Linked DNA regions of Oryzias latipes: region 2 is linked to region 1. Evidence: chromatin contacts called from public Hi-C data. All regions are on one chromosome and are shown on one strand. Each heading gives the region's core, a stretch centred on a gene start, on an enhancer-like site or on the middle of the called end of the contact. The rest is flanking DNA. Distances are from core to core; before and after follow the strand shown. Region 1 holds the start of LOC101168895 (neurexophilin-1). Region 2 holds the start of tmem106b (transmembrane protein 106B).

What was found. Hi-C and Micro-C count contacts between places; a contact is called where the count stands out from the background.
Region 2: a contact with region 1 is called in a Hi-C map of embryo, with 2.1 times the contacts expected there. The contact joins the promoter of tmem106b here to the promoter of LOC101168895 in region 1. A contact is called at or near these places in 2 of 5 Hi-C or Micro-C datasets (embryo and fibroblasts).

What each region holds. Positions count from the first base shown.
Region 1 is chr16:30,665,868-30,672,805 of ASM223467v1, forward strand. It overlaps LOC101168895 (neurexophilin-1), which reads right to left and starts at 5,047. Exons shown (of 2, transcript XM_011485839.3): 1 at 3,458-5,047. The coding sequence starts at 3,562. It overlaps LOC101169142 (thrombospondin type-1 domain-containing protein 7A), which reads right to left. Exons shown (of 28, transcript XM_023964730.1): 28 at 5,124-5,975. The coding sequence ends at 5,959.
Region 2 is chr16:30,874,360-30,881,121 of ASM223467v1, forward strand. It overlaps tmem106b (transmembrane protein 106B), which reads left to right and starts at 4,922. Exons shown (of 8, transcript XM_004078404.4): 1 at 4,922-5,128. The coding sequence starts at 4,952.

The DNA.
Region 1 (6,938 bases), core at 3,797-6,296:
ATTTTTCCCTGCTTTCCTCTGATGTCTGGACTTATTCTTTGCAAAGTTTAACATTGACACCATTTGTTAGGTTTCTGTAAGGAATTTTTGTCCAGTAAGATATTAATTTAGCATGCTAGCCTGTTATCTTCACTGCACTTTTAGCAGAGCAATTTTTTTCTTTTTTGTTGCAAATTGTTGCAGGAAATTTGTTAATAATAATAATAACTAATAGTCGCGTTTGCTGTCTTTCCTTTGATGTTTGAAATTAAATTGTTTGAAAAGTTTATAAATAACAGTAAAAGTTAGGCTCTTCCAGAGGATTTTTTCCACTGTCAATTTAGCATGCTAGCATTAGCGTGTTTAAATAAGCTTCACCATGCTTTTCACTGTCTACGTTTTTTTTTGGTTGCAAATTGTTGCAGGAAATTAGTTCAAGTCAGATTCACGTTTATTGGCTTTTCTTTAATGTTTCCCTTGATGTTTGGATTTATTTTATTTAGAATTTATTATAATAGCAATTGTTTTTGGGGTTTTTTTATCCAGAAAAAGATGAAATCTTAGCATGCTAGCATTAACTCGTTTCTATTAGCTTCACTGCGCTTTTAGCAGTTCAAGCTTTTTTCAGTTGCTAATTGTTGCAAGAAATTAGTAAGAAATCAGTCGAGTTTGTTGTCTTGTTTTTGATGTTTGGATTTACATTGTTTGTTAAGTTTATTAGTAACAGCAAATGTTCGGTTTCTGTGAGGATTTTTGTTCTTAAAATGTCTGTTTGGCATGCTAGCATTCGGACACCATGCTCACTACTTTTTTTTTTTTTAACTGTGAATATGACATTATCAATTTTTACAAAGTGAAAATCTAAATGATATGAGCGTTTTGTGAGTTCTGAAGATGAAAATGTTGATGGTTTATTTTAAAAATACATTTAAATACAATTTTTTCGCCAATAAATTGTGGTCTATATTCGCCGATATTCGCTGGTTTTTCGCAGAGACTTCTGGTAAATTTCTGTGGCACTCAATTTTGGAATTGTAGTTTCGAACAGCACTAGATAAATGGAGAATGCACTATACAGTGCACTATGTAGTAAGAAGGGAAGGAATTTGGACACAGCTCAAGTTTTCTTTTAGTAGCAAGTTGTTGCAGGAAATGTCCTAAAAGTTAAAACTGAGTTTGTTCTTTCCTTAGTTTGATGTTTAGAACTATTTTAATAAGATAGTTTATAAATAACAGCAAATGTTAGGTTTCTGTGAAGGACTTTTGCCCAGAAAAAGATGTTCATTTACAATGCTAGCATTAGCGCATATATATAAGCTTCACTGCGCATTTTGCTGCGCAAGTTTTTTCTGTTGCAGTGTGTCGCAGAAAACATTTGTTGTCTGTCCTAGGTTTTCTATGATGTGATTCATTTTGATTGCGAATGTGTTTTTGATAGTAACTGTTGTTTTCCGAAAAGGATTTTTGTCCAGAAAAAGAAATCAATTTAGTATGCTAGCATAGGCACGCTAACGTTGGCTTTACCGCACTTTTAGCAGTCCAATTTTTTCTGTTGCAAATTGTTGCAGGAAATGTGTTAGTCAAATTCACATTGTTGTCTTTGATTTTTCCTTTGATGTGTGTTTTTATTTTGTTTGCAAAGTATAGTATTTACACCAAATTTCTTGTCCCATAAAGACGAAGACTTAGAAAGCTAGCTATAATGCTAGCTTCACTGTGCTTTTAGCATTCGAGTTCAAACTACACCACATTGCAATCCCTTTTTATTATTAAGTTCTTGTTTCTTTTTTAACCCGAAAACAGAAGAACTAAAAACATACCGTAAAAAGACGAAATCTAGCTGAAGCATTTAATTAAAAACAAACCAATCAGAGATGCTATACTGCTCGCTTTCTCAAATTAGCCGTTTCATTTCTCAGGGCGCGCAGGATTTTTTTTTTAAACGCATTTTGTCTCAGATATTTCCTTGTTTGCCTTCACTGAAAGCTCCTATTTTGGGAAAACAGACCACAGATCGGTTTAATGAGGCGCATCTCTCAGTCTTTGGGACGTTCTCTGGGACAGGAGGGTGGCTGAAGATCCCTCCGAGAACATCCCATCATGATGTGATTGTCGTCACACTGAATTGAACTTCTGCTGAGGTCTGCTGTCCCCTGAGCTGCCGGATCAGCGGAGGACATTTGAGTTTAGGTCTGTATTCTGAGAGTGATATCAAAGTGTGACCTGAGGGGGGTCAGAGCTGATGACAAATCACGGTGTGTTGAGACATCACAGGCGGCTGTGGATGGAGCCGTATCAGCGTCACGCCGCGTTCCAAAGGCCAGGGCACAATTACCGCCATGACTTCTGAGGGGGATAAATACTGCACCGGGATGCTTTTAAGGAGAAGGACGAGGATGAGCGGGAAGATGATGGAGGCCCCAGCTACCAGTTTCACAACGTATCCCGAGGAAAAACGCATAATCATATTATTTCACACACGGCTTGGTTCAAAGGGGGCCAAAAAAAGTTTGTGCGATTCCCATGGGTCTGTCAATCTGTTGAAGGAGCTGCGGGCGCGAGCTTAGGATGCACCAAGTACGAAACAATTATGATCATCCCATTAAAGCATAGCGAAGCAATTTGGCAACCCAGTCTGGGGAAAAAAAGGAGGAAAAACACTGAGAGATCAGCTCCAGCTTCCATGGGCGCCACACAAAACTCCCCTAATGATTAATGTTGGTCTTCACAGTTTATTATGACAGAAAGGGAAAGGCCTGATAGTGACTGTTGTTTTTGGGAATCGAAGAATCGTTTTCCTGCGAGAAAGAGGAAAAAAATAAAGGAGGGGGGGGAGAATGATTAGTGCGCTTAGTCAGCTGTGAAATTGAGTTTATGGTTTTCAAGACGGTGAATTCAATTCGATAATGGGTATTAAGTTGTAGAGAATAATTAATAGTAATTGACTTCTTTCCATCACTATGCAAATTAAACACAGATAACGCCACAGGAGCTTTTTTTTTTTTTTTTAGGGCCAGTCAAGTTTGTGAGGGATTAAGTTTATGGAATTCCTTTCTTTCTTTTTTCTCCGTGTGGCAGAGGGGAGTGGCTGCCGCTCCGCTTTGATTGCTTTGTTGACAGATTTATCAGAGGGTGAGGGGTTACTGTCTCTGCGGGGATTAAAGGAATTGGCTTGTCACAAACTGTCAAGGCGCAGACTTTGCCAGCGTTTCGCCCGTGTTTTGTCATAACGGGCTCCTCTTCTCACTGAAGATGAGCTGGATTTTGGGGAAAAACTTGGGAGTTTGTTCATTTTTGGAATAAACCGGTCGTCAGAGATGCAGGAAAACATCTCCCACAAACAGGAAGAGGGGCAACGCTTTCTTGAAGAGAGACGTTTTACCTGAAGGATCTCTGTCCTCCATCAAACTGGCAGGAGACATAAAAAAAATGATATGCAAAAAGGAAGAAGGTCAAATCAAAATGGCATTTAACTCACCAGGGAGATGAGTGACAGCAGCCCGGCGGCGGCCCACAGACATGTGGTCTTCATCCCTCTCTGCGGAGCGTCGCCCCTCCTGTCAGCCGTCCTTGATCTTCTCATTTCACACAGACAGGCGGGAAAAGAAGAAGCAGAGACCCCTCCTGACTCGCCGAGCCGCTATCTGCTACTGAACTTGAGGAGAAAGAAGGAGTGATGAGGGAGGCGGTCCCGACGAGAGGAGGGAGCCCAGATGGAGCTCATTCAGGAGGAGGGGGCTCAGGGGGTCTGCCGGGGTGACCGGGCCGCTCGGTGGCGCCGTGATCAGAGCGAAGGTGTTCCAACATCTGAACGCCACGCTTTATACATGCAGGGTGAGAGCGGCGAGGGGGGGGGGCAAGAGACGAGTGGAGGAGGAGAGGAGGTTTCTGAGAAGTAACTTTTCTGCAAACATCATCAAGGCCTGACATCTAGTGGCAGCGAGCTGCAGTGACGCCATGAAGAGAGCTCCTCGCACTCTTCCTGTTTGTGGCCAACATCATCAGCAAAGACCTGAAACGAGATTCTTCCACAGCAGAACCCTGCTGACCTCATCCACACATAACCTAAAAGACCAAGATGACACAAAGATATTCAGAAAATGCAGAAGACGAAAAAACAGGAGCAGAGATCTGAGCGTGGGAAGGAAGTCGAGAACAGACGGGGGAACCAAGACTCTGACAGAAACGTTCCTGCAGACCCCAGAGGACCACAGAGCAGCAGAACATCCCAGGATGAGTCCAAAAACACGAGCAGGACTCATCCTGGAGGTCATCGGAGGAGCAGAAGAACAGAGAGAAGAAAGGCTGAGGAACAAGAACACAGAGGAACTTTCTGGAAGGTCTCCAAGCATCTGGATTCCAACACAAAGAGATCAGAGCACATGGTGGTGGTAGAATGATGGTCTGTAAAGAACCTTCTATCTTTGAAAATCCAGAAATCTGACTTTGAAGTGGAAGTTTCATGATGGGAACGCTGGCTGCTGGTTCCAAAAACGCTTAAGACGACGGATCAGAAGGTTTTGATCCTCAAACGGAGTTTGATGCGGCAGAAAGGTGCAGTTCATCCCCGTTCGCAGTCAAATATTCATGATTTGCTATCGTTTGTTCTGCTCCGGCAGCAGAAGCTCTGATATCTTCAGATCCAGGAAGCAGCTCGATAAGATCTTCATCTTCCAAACACTCTGGCCTTTATCTGGAGGACTTTCTACTGCAGCTCCTCCACCAACCACACAGAAAAAGTACCCCCCCCCCGATTAGGTAGAAGTTCTTCCATGAGCACTTTTAAAAAACCTAAAACTTCTCTAGAAGGTCAGGAGATGAAACAGATATCTGAGGATGAGGAGGATGACTCACAGTTATGAAGAAACTTTTACTGTTTTTTCTAAAGTTTGGCTTGAACTTTTAATTATTGGATGAATGCAGCTTTGACTTTTGGTCCTTCAAATCCTTGAACTTTTCAAGATATTCCTGGATTTTTGTCTGCATTGCAATTCATGGGGAACGCTTGGTGCAGAAGCTCGCTGGTACGATACCCGGGTCCGGCATTTTCTCAAAAACATCTTTTTTTTGCTACTTCACTTTATTCATAGTCAACTTTGATCATTTCTTTCCATACCCCCCCCCCCCCCCCAATTATTACCCTTTAAGTTTCATTTTCATTCAGCAATATTCAAGTGTTTTTTTACACACAGCACTGTCCTTGCTCTGACATCTAATAATAAACTCTGCATGTCTGTTAATATGTAAAATGTTCAATAAACAAAGTTATAAAAAAATGTAGTTGTAAAGTTTGATAAGTTAATTCTTCTCTATGAGTTCTGGTACATCACCTGTCCGTCCTGGGGGAGGATCCCTCCTTCATGTGGGCCCCCCCGAGGTTTTCTTTTTCCTTCCAGAATCCGTAACGGCAGGGATGTCCGGTTTAATTTAGTCTGTTTAGTTTATCCATTACCTATTGAATTCTATGACGTTATGATCTTTAGGATTCATGTTCGACTACTGGTATGAAGCCCATTGACACGACTACTGTTGTACAGACTGGGCTATAGGAAGAAAACTGAAATGAATCACGAAAGACCGAAACGTGGAAAATGTACGCAGTGGCTGCTAAATGTGCTTTGGGGTTGTCATGAACGTTGCACCAGTAACTTTGACTTCATTCAAACACGAAAATCATTCAACAAACTCTGAAGAACCGGAGGCTCCAAAACTCAGCCGAGCTTCTGCAGATCAGCCGCAACTCCGACTGAGAACATCCACAATCATCCTGAAGGCGTGGGCCTCTTTAACGTCGGGAAAACTCCCCCACAAATGCTGGAGGCGACACCGATGGAAGCCAGAATTGACACAAAGAAAGAACGTAGAAAAACAGACTTTGAGGCTTTCAGAGCATGAAAACAGTCTTTACCTTCTCGGGGAACCGCCTCTTCCTGCTTCTTCAGGGATCAGATTTGTCATCTTAAAACGTTAGTACAGCAGTCATCCATCTGCGTTCCCTGAATATCCAAAAAACCTTAGCGTCAGATGATCCCAGAGATCCAGGAACCCTTACATCTAAGAAACCTTAGATCCACGATCCCAGAGATCCAGATCTTCTGAAGAAACATCTCAGAAATTTTCTTGGAGACAAAAATGACCCGGTCATTCTGTTTACAACCGTGTTCCTTGTTTATTGTCAGTAATTCTTTCCATACAAATAAACAACCTGTACAAAACAGCGGCGTCTCCTCAGGCCCCTCCCATCCCGCTGCTTGTTTTCTGAAGAACATCCAGCTTTTGCATCATGACTACGACACTCAGCGATATCATACACCCACTGTGCAACAGTCAGACGGACGTTTTCTGTGAGATACAAAATAAACGTACACAGACCCGTTTGTTTGTTTTTCTTTTCATAAAAATAAAAAAAAATTGCAGTTATTTACAAATCCCACCAGAATACAGGAAACATTCTCCGCAGCAGTTTCTCCTCGTTTGTTCAGATGTTTTTCCTGCAGAACCAGAGCTCCCATGATGCACGGCAACGCTGCGGACTGATCAGATGTTTGTCCACAGCGTCTCATGTTTGCCGGTCGGGCCGGACGCTCGCCGTCACGGTCAGTAAGGCAGAGCTGACGGCTTCGGGGGATTTTGAACAGATCAGTCGCCAGCGTCGGGGTGGGGTGGGGTTGAATTAGGGACACCGGACAAACTCCACAGACCACAGAAACGTACTTTACAACGACCAGAAACTCCGCCGTGGAACTGAAAGCTGTACAGGAATCCAGCGGAGGCCGGCGCCGCGACAGGAGGGCGCTTCCCGTCCGAGTCTCTGAGCGGCGGTTCCGTTTGTGGAAGAGGCAGTGTTTTTATGGCATTAGAAGGTAGAAGTCACGTGTGCATATCATGCTGCACTAATATAGTGCAAAGTAGAGCCTGAAAGGAAGCAGGGTGGAGGCCAACAGGCGGCGGCGGCGGCG
Region 2 (6,762 bases), core at 3,672-6,171, 210 kb after region 1:
AACTTTCTCCCTATGAAAATGCAAACGTCAGTTCTCTGCAAAGACGAGATGTTTGTTTGTTTGAGAGGAAATGGAAGGAAAAGTTACAACATCCTGGTTATCATGGACTGAGGAATGTCAAACCCCAAAAGGCAGGAGGTATCTCACCTAAACCAAAGGAAACTTTCTTCTGCAAAACCTTAAAGTCCCACTCCAACTTTATTTTGATCTATTTCCTGAGTGTTTCCAGTGGTCTTTTAATCATAATTATGCAGTTTTTTACCCCAAAAAGTCTTAAAACCTGTTTAGTTATTAGCACAGCGTCTGCAGAGCAGCAGCAGTTTATCAGAAAATCACCTCTGAGTTGTGGGCCAGATTGTTAGCACGGACGTAGGCCTCCGCCCTTCACACCGCCAACCTAACATTAGCAGTGTCACAAAAACGGCAAATATCGTTGATATTCATCCGTACAGTTTGGATCCAGATTCCAGGCCATGAAGAGGAAAACAAAGACGTGCATGGATCCTATCAGTGGAAGCACCAGTAGGGTGCAGAACAGGGAGTTTGTGGCCCACCTGTTTTTAGTTGCAGCGTCACAAATATGAGCTTTTCAAATGGTGGGTTTCTATCTGCTCCTGGTCTACCACCATTTAAACAAGCAAATACTCAGATACTCAGTTGTAATATTACATTCTTTAACAAACACGAAAAAACATTATTTTCATTGGAGTGGGCCTGTTAAGTGTCGTTGTTTAAATCTGACCATTTCTGCTGGTGCCGGGAATCAAACGTTGAGACAAAGTCAAGTTGGGATCGGATAGACTGTCTGCAAAGTTTAATCCCTGATTTTTATGGGGAAGGTGCAGGAAAAGACCCTGATGTCACAGAGAGGTGGGTTTGATTCTCACCAGAGTTTGGTTCTTGGGCTCAATAGTCTTCTTGGAGTCAAACCTTCAGTTAACTCCCAGAATGCCTCAGGGCAGCAGAGTGCTTTTTGAATGTACAATTCCAAAATCTAGCATCCTGTAAATTTCCCAGAAGTCTCTGTGAAAAACCAGTGTGCATCGATGCACACTAGATCGCCAAATATAGACCACAATGCATTGCGTCAGAACAATTTTTGCCAAAAAAAAAAGTATTTAAATGTATTTTTTGATAAACCATCAACGTTTATATCTTCAGAAGACAGTGGACTCACAGATAATCGTCACAAAACGCTCATATCAATTAGATTTTAACTTTGTGAAATCGATGACGTCATATCCACCGTTTTTAGAAAAGAAAAAAAAAGTAGTGAGCATGGCATCCGAATTGCTTTTAAAATTCAGGGCATTACATAGTGCTGCACTAGTTTTTTAGCAGTTAGGGGGTTAGGGCGGAAATTCAGACACAGCCAGTGTCTTCAAATTCAGACATTACTACCACTAGATGATGTCATCAATAGTCGCTGGTCATTGAGGTTCGCTGCCAGCGCTTGAAAGACACATAATATTGTTTTTAGAACTTTATTATTTGCAATTAAATGTAAACTTCTTTGCTTCAGAGCACACCCATGTGAACAAGTGCGTTTCTCCCAAGCGCGACATGGAACACCCTACCAGCGGAGTTGATACCCAGCCTTAAGTCAGTACAGATTCCCCTTAAAAAAACACTTTCGGACACCACTACAACTCCACCCCCCACCCCCCCATAATTGGAGCAATAAGGAGGACCAGAGGGGTTGGGGGATCACTTTGGATTGGTCCACATGTTCTTTTGATCTTTGTTTTTACATTTATGTATAGAATTTTTTACATTGTGCATTTACTCCACATAAGCGAGTAAGCCTCGTCAGTGATCAGGGTCTCCCTGGTTTCTGGTCTCACTCCCAGAGGGAACAATAGCAGACATTGAGGACAGTTACAAGTACCTTGGAATGCCACGGGCAAATGGCAACCTTGAACAGGCAACAAGGAAAGCTGCAACGGCTAAATACCTCCAGCGCGTAAGGCAAGTCCTGGGAAGCCAGCTCAATGGCAAGAACAAGACCCGGGCAATAAACATTTACCAGATAGCCTGCAGGAATAATATAAAAGCCGAATCTTATGTCCAGACAAAGATTTCCTGACCAGCAAAAAGGAATAATCTGCAGATCACAGAAATGTCTGGCATTGATGGTATCCTTTGGAGCTCTGACCAGCGCCTAGTTTCTGGTCTTAGAGCCTGAAGATCTGACAAACCCACTTGCATCAATGCTCTGGCACATCCAAAGATGGAGATGAAAAAAGAAACCCTCCCACTCCGAGCATCAGCAGGTTTTTGTGTCAGCCCCCCAGGTTCAGCCTGGAGGTACTGTTGCTTCTTGTTGTACATCTTTTTTCTATAATTATTAAGGAAACTCCGGGGGGTTGACTGTCTCGATGGTTCGTAGAACATTAAGAAAATACACTGAATGCTCGTCATTAAAATCACATCTACTCTCTGACAGCAAATCCGTACTTAGGGGGATATTCAGGGACGCCGCTGATGCTGATTTCTGTCATTTAGCTCTGGCTTCGGTACAAACCTGTTCAGGATGCCAAGCAGAGTGTTGCTAAAACTGCCAAAAAGCATGTCCTATTTATTTTTGCATGTTTTCTGTATTTTTCACACAAACTGTACTGTGCCGCCATTTATAAATGTCACCGAGTTTGACAAAAACTGCATAAATTCAGAAAACAACCATAAAATATTGACTGCTTGCAGCTCACCTCTGAGCACACAACTGACTCCTGTTCTTGTGAGCAGCTGAAATGTTCCCATCATGAATCAGACTGGCTGCTCTGAAAACTGACAGATTAAAACACATTTGTTATCAGTAGAATTTGCTGCTCGCTCACAGGTTTTAAAGATTGAGGGGACTCTGCAGCACCACTGGAGGCCTGTGGGCGGTGAATTCACAGACGGCGACACAGTGCCATCATCTGGATGAACGATGCCAAACAACATGTGAAATAAGCACATGAGAAATGCTTGGCTTCTAAAATGCACCTTCCTTGATTGTACCAGCATTTCATGGCACTGATATAGCTAAAATGATCAAAAAAAAGAAAGGGAAGAAAAGAAATTCTGCCAAACATGCTTACTCTCCATTTCAGACAGGGTTCTACAAGTTACTTCCAAGCTGTAATTCAAGACAAGTTATATGTTACTGTTGTACAAAAGTAATCCCTTATCTGACAACATAAGTGTTTCAGAACAGCACTGCGTTACAAACCTGCAGTCTAACATTTAAATGTGCCACAAAGGACTTTCGGCTTAGATGAGGGGCAACAGGTTTTACTAAACACTAATACAATTAAAAAATATACATGTGTGGTAAAGTTCGTGTGCCTCGGAATGAGTAAAACAATACTAAAGTAAAACAATAAAAAAGTGTAGTGAAACAACCAGATTCAAATTTTACACTTAGCTGTCAACGTCCAGACAGACAGATATTTACCCTGAATGTTATGTTAACAAAAACAAAAGTCTGTGAACCCAGACAGAAAGTTCAACTCAGTAGTTTAAGTCAAAATTTAAAAAATACAAATAAAAAAGTGATCAAAGTTGGTTCCCAGTCGATTCTAGAATCAAGTTCAAAATCTTCCTGTTAACCTATAAGGCCTTACATGGTATGGCCCCATCCTATATTAAAGACCTCATAGTCCCTTACCACCCAAACAGAAAACTTTGTTCGCAAAATGCAGGACTGCTTGTGGTTTCTAGAGTTAATAAAAGTACGGTTGGAGGTAGAGCGTTTAGCCACCAAGCCACTGTTTTATGGAATAAACTCCCAGCTCATGGAAGAGAGGCCGACTCAGTTTCTACATTCAAAGTTAGACTGAAAACATTCCTCTTTGGACAGGCTTGTTATCAGACTAGTTAGTATTCAGAGATTATTTGACTTAATGTTAATGTGTTTAAATTAAACTTAACAATAAGAATAAAGTTGTAAGTAGGCTGCTAAAAGTTTGAGCTGGGGTAACTATGGTGCACTGGGGTTCTGTCCTCTAGTCTCATCTACTTCTACTCTATTCTTGAACATTTACTTATCATTTAGTTCTCCATGCCTCTGTTTGGGGCAGTGCGATTCATGTACTGTCCCTCTTTTCCTCCAGGGGAACAGGAGTGCTTCCAGATTCCAGTCGGCTCGTCCGTGCTCCTCTACCTGACCGTGAACCTTGTCTCTGGCTCACCTCTACTACTGCTCCTGTACTTGGCTGTGTCTCAGCTATTTATACATGTAGTTGTAGTGTTAGATAAGTCAATTCTACTCTGAGAGTTCTGGTACATCGCCTGTCCGTCCTGGGGGAGTATCGCTCCTTCATGTGGACACCCCTGAGGTTTATTTTTTATTTTTCCAGAATCCGTTTTTCCTTATTGAGAAGGAGGGTCTAAGGTCAGGGATGCCCAGTTTGATTTAGTCTGTTTAGTTAGTTCAGTTTAGTATTTACCTATTGAGTTGTATGTCTTCATGATTCTTATGATTTTAAGTTTACCATACAATTGCCTGCACGAAGCCCGTTGAGATGACAGTTGTTGTGGTTCTAGGCTATACAAATAAAATTGAATTGAATTAATCTGTTAATCTCACTGCTTTGAATGATGAAATTGCATTCGTCTGTTCCTGATTCACAACAATTTGAACAAAGAATTACTCAAAAATGTAATTTTAAGCTCAATTTTCGTTAAAATATTAGCTTCGGTGATATTCCTGGTTACGATTGTCACTTTTTCACTGTTGTTTTATTAGATGGAGTCGTGGCATTTACTTATTCATTATTAAACCCTCCCACACAATCAACAGACTCCTCGTCTCACATTTATTTTGATTTTTAATGTGCTCGCGTCAGTGCTGTCTGGTGGACTTTCATCTAAAAGTTTAGCCTAACGGGACGTTTAATGCTCATCAAGCGGCTCTTCGAAGACCATAATTATTCTTAATCAGTTGCATCTTTGGATTCTGCTGTCAATGGCTGCTGAGGAGCGAGCAACTCAGGGAACCAATCACAGGGTTTTCTCCCCGAGTTCGTCCAATGAGGAGCGAGGGGGGCGGGTCTATCTTTATTCTGCCTGGTGTCTGCGTGAGAACCGTAACAAACAGCTTAGGCCCGCGGATGGCAGTTTGTTCGGGATAAAACAGTCACAGGTAAGCCTTCCACAGGTGTCACGGTACAACTTTTGATTTATTTATTGAATTTTTGGAGGCCCTGATGTTAGGGAGGGGGGAATGGCCGTTTTTATTTTTTGCTGTTTGGCCTCGGTAGCCGTGTTGTCAGCAGCGGCATGGCGGCCGCGTCCCTCTTCTTGTTGTGCTAACCGGACCGTCGTCCCCGGTCCCCGGTGGGTCGGTCTGCTGCTGTGTGGTCTCAGCGAACCTAGTCCGAACGGTCGTGCTTAGCTCTGGAGAACTTAGTGCTAGAGAACCGGGCCCGGTGTGTAGCAGCGGAAACGTTGAAGTTCGGCGCTAGTAGTTTGTGTTCAGACAGACGAAGTCCTCCTCCATTACTGCCGTGTTTGCTCCAATTGGACCGTTTGGCGGTAGATTTTCCTCTAAACTCATTGTTTTTCTTAATCCCGACTCGTTTTGAACAGGGATTCAGCTTTTGATCTTTTAACTAAACATTTGTTCGTTTTTCATAACTGAACGAACTGAAAATAAGGTCCAAAATAAATTACATAAAATCATAAATGGAATTAACTTTTGATCAAAGTAGTTCACCACGAACTAATTCAACTATTCACAGTAATGGATCCTCCAATTCAATTAATTTTTTTTCCATTCAATTTTATTAATATAGCCAATATTTCCAACAATAATCGTCTCAATGGGCTTCATACCGGTAATTATGGAATAAACATGGATCTTAAAGAACATAGAATTTAATAGGTAATGGCTAAACTAAACTGCACATCCAAAAAGGATTCTGGAAAAATAGAAGAAACCTCAGGTGTGCCCACATGAAGGAGGGATCCTCCCCCAGGACGGACAGAGGAGGTACCTGGTACATCCTCCAGGAGAGGCTGAACTCGGAACAGGAGGGCGGAGGAGGCCACCACTGTGGTTCCCCACCAGAACTCCAACCAGAACCCGGGCCGCAGGTTTCTGGAGAGCCGAGAGCGACTCCTAAGATGGAGTCAGGTCCTGTAATCCACCCAGGATGTGAGGATGGAGCAGAAGACGCTCACCTTTCACCTTGGAGTCTCCCTCCAAAATAGTTTGACGAAATACTGAACCTGCCAAACCTTTGGTGGTAACAGCAGAAATGAAACTAGAAACCTGCTCAATATCTAATCATCCAGAAGATTGATCAGATGTGTTTGTCTGGTTTATCTTGTGTAGATTCCACCCTTCAGAATGGGCATGTCTCTGCCTGTGTTCACTATATTCCTGTTAGGGATGGAACACCTTTGGAATACGTGGATATCTGGGATCTATTACAGAAAAAAGGGGTTCAAATATTTGTTTTTTGTGATATTTATAAACATTTTAGATTGTAGTAAAAGGCGCACTTCAGGTAAAATAATTATTGCTCCAAAATCCCAAATAAAGTTTGATTTTATTTAATAAACTAAACAAACCGAATGCTGCTGTCACTGGAAGTAAATAGATTTTCAAAGTAAAGTGTCAGTGAAGGTTTTCATTCTCAAGTGTTTTTCATAGATGGAAAACGTCAGTTTACTGAAATAAGTTCTGGAAAAACGGATTTAGTTGTAAAGATGGTAGTTCAAAACATATAATGGCCGATGGTTTTGTGCATTTCTGTGTTTTTGTGTGAAACG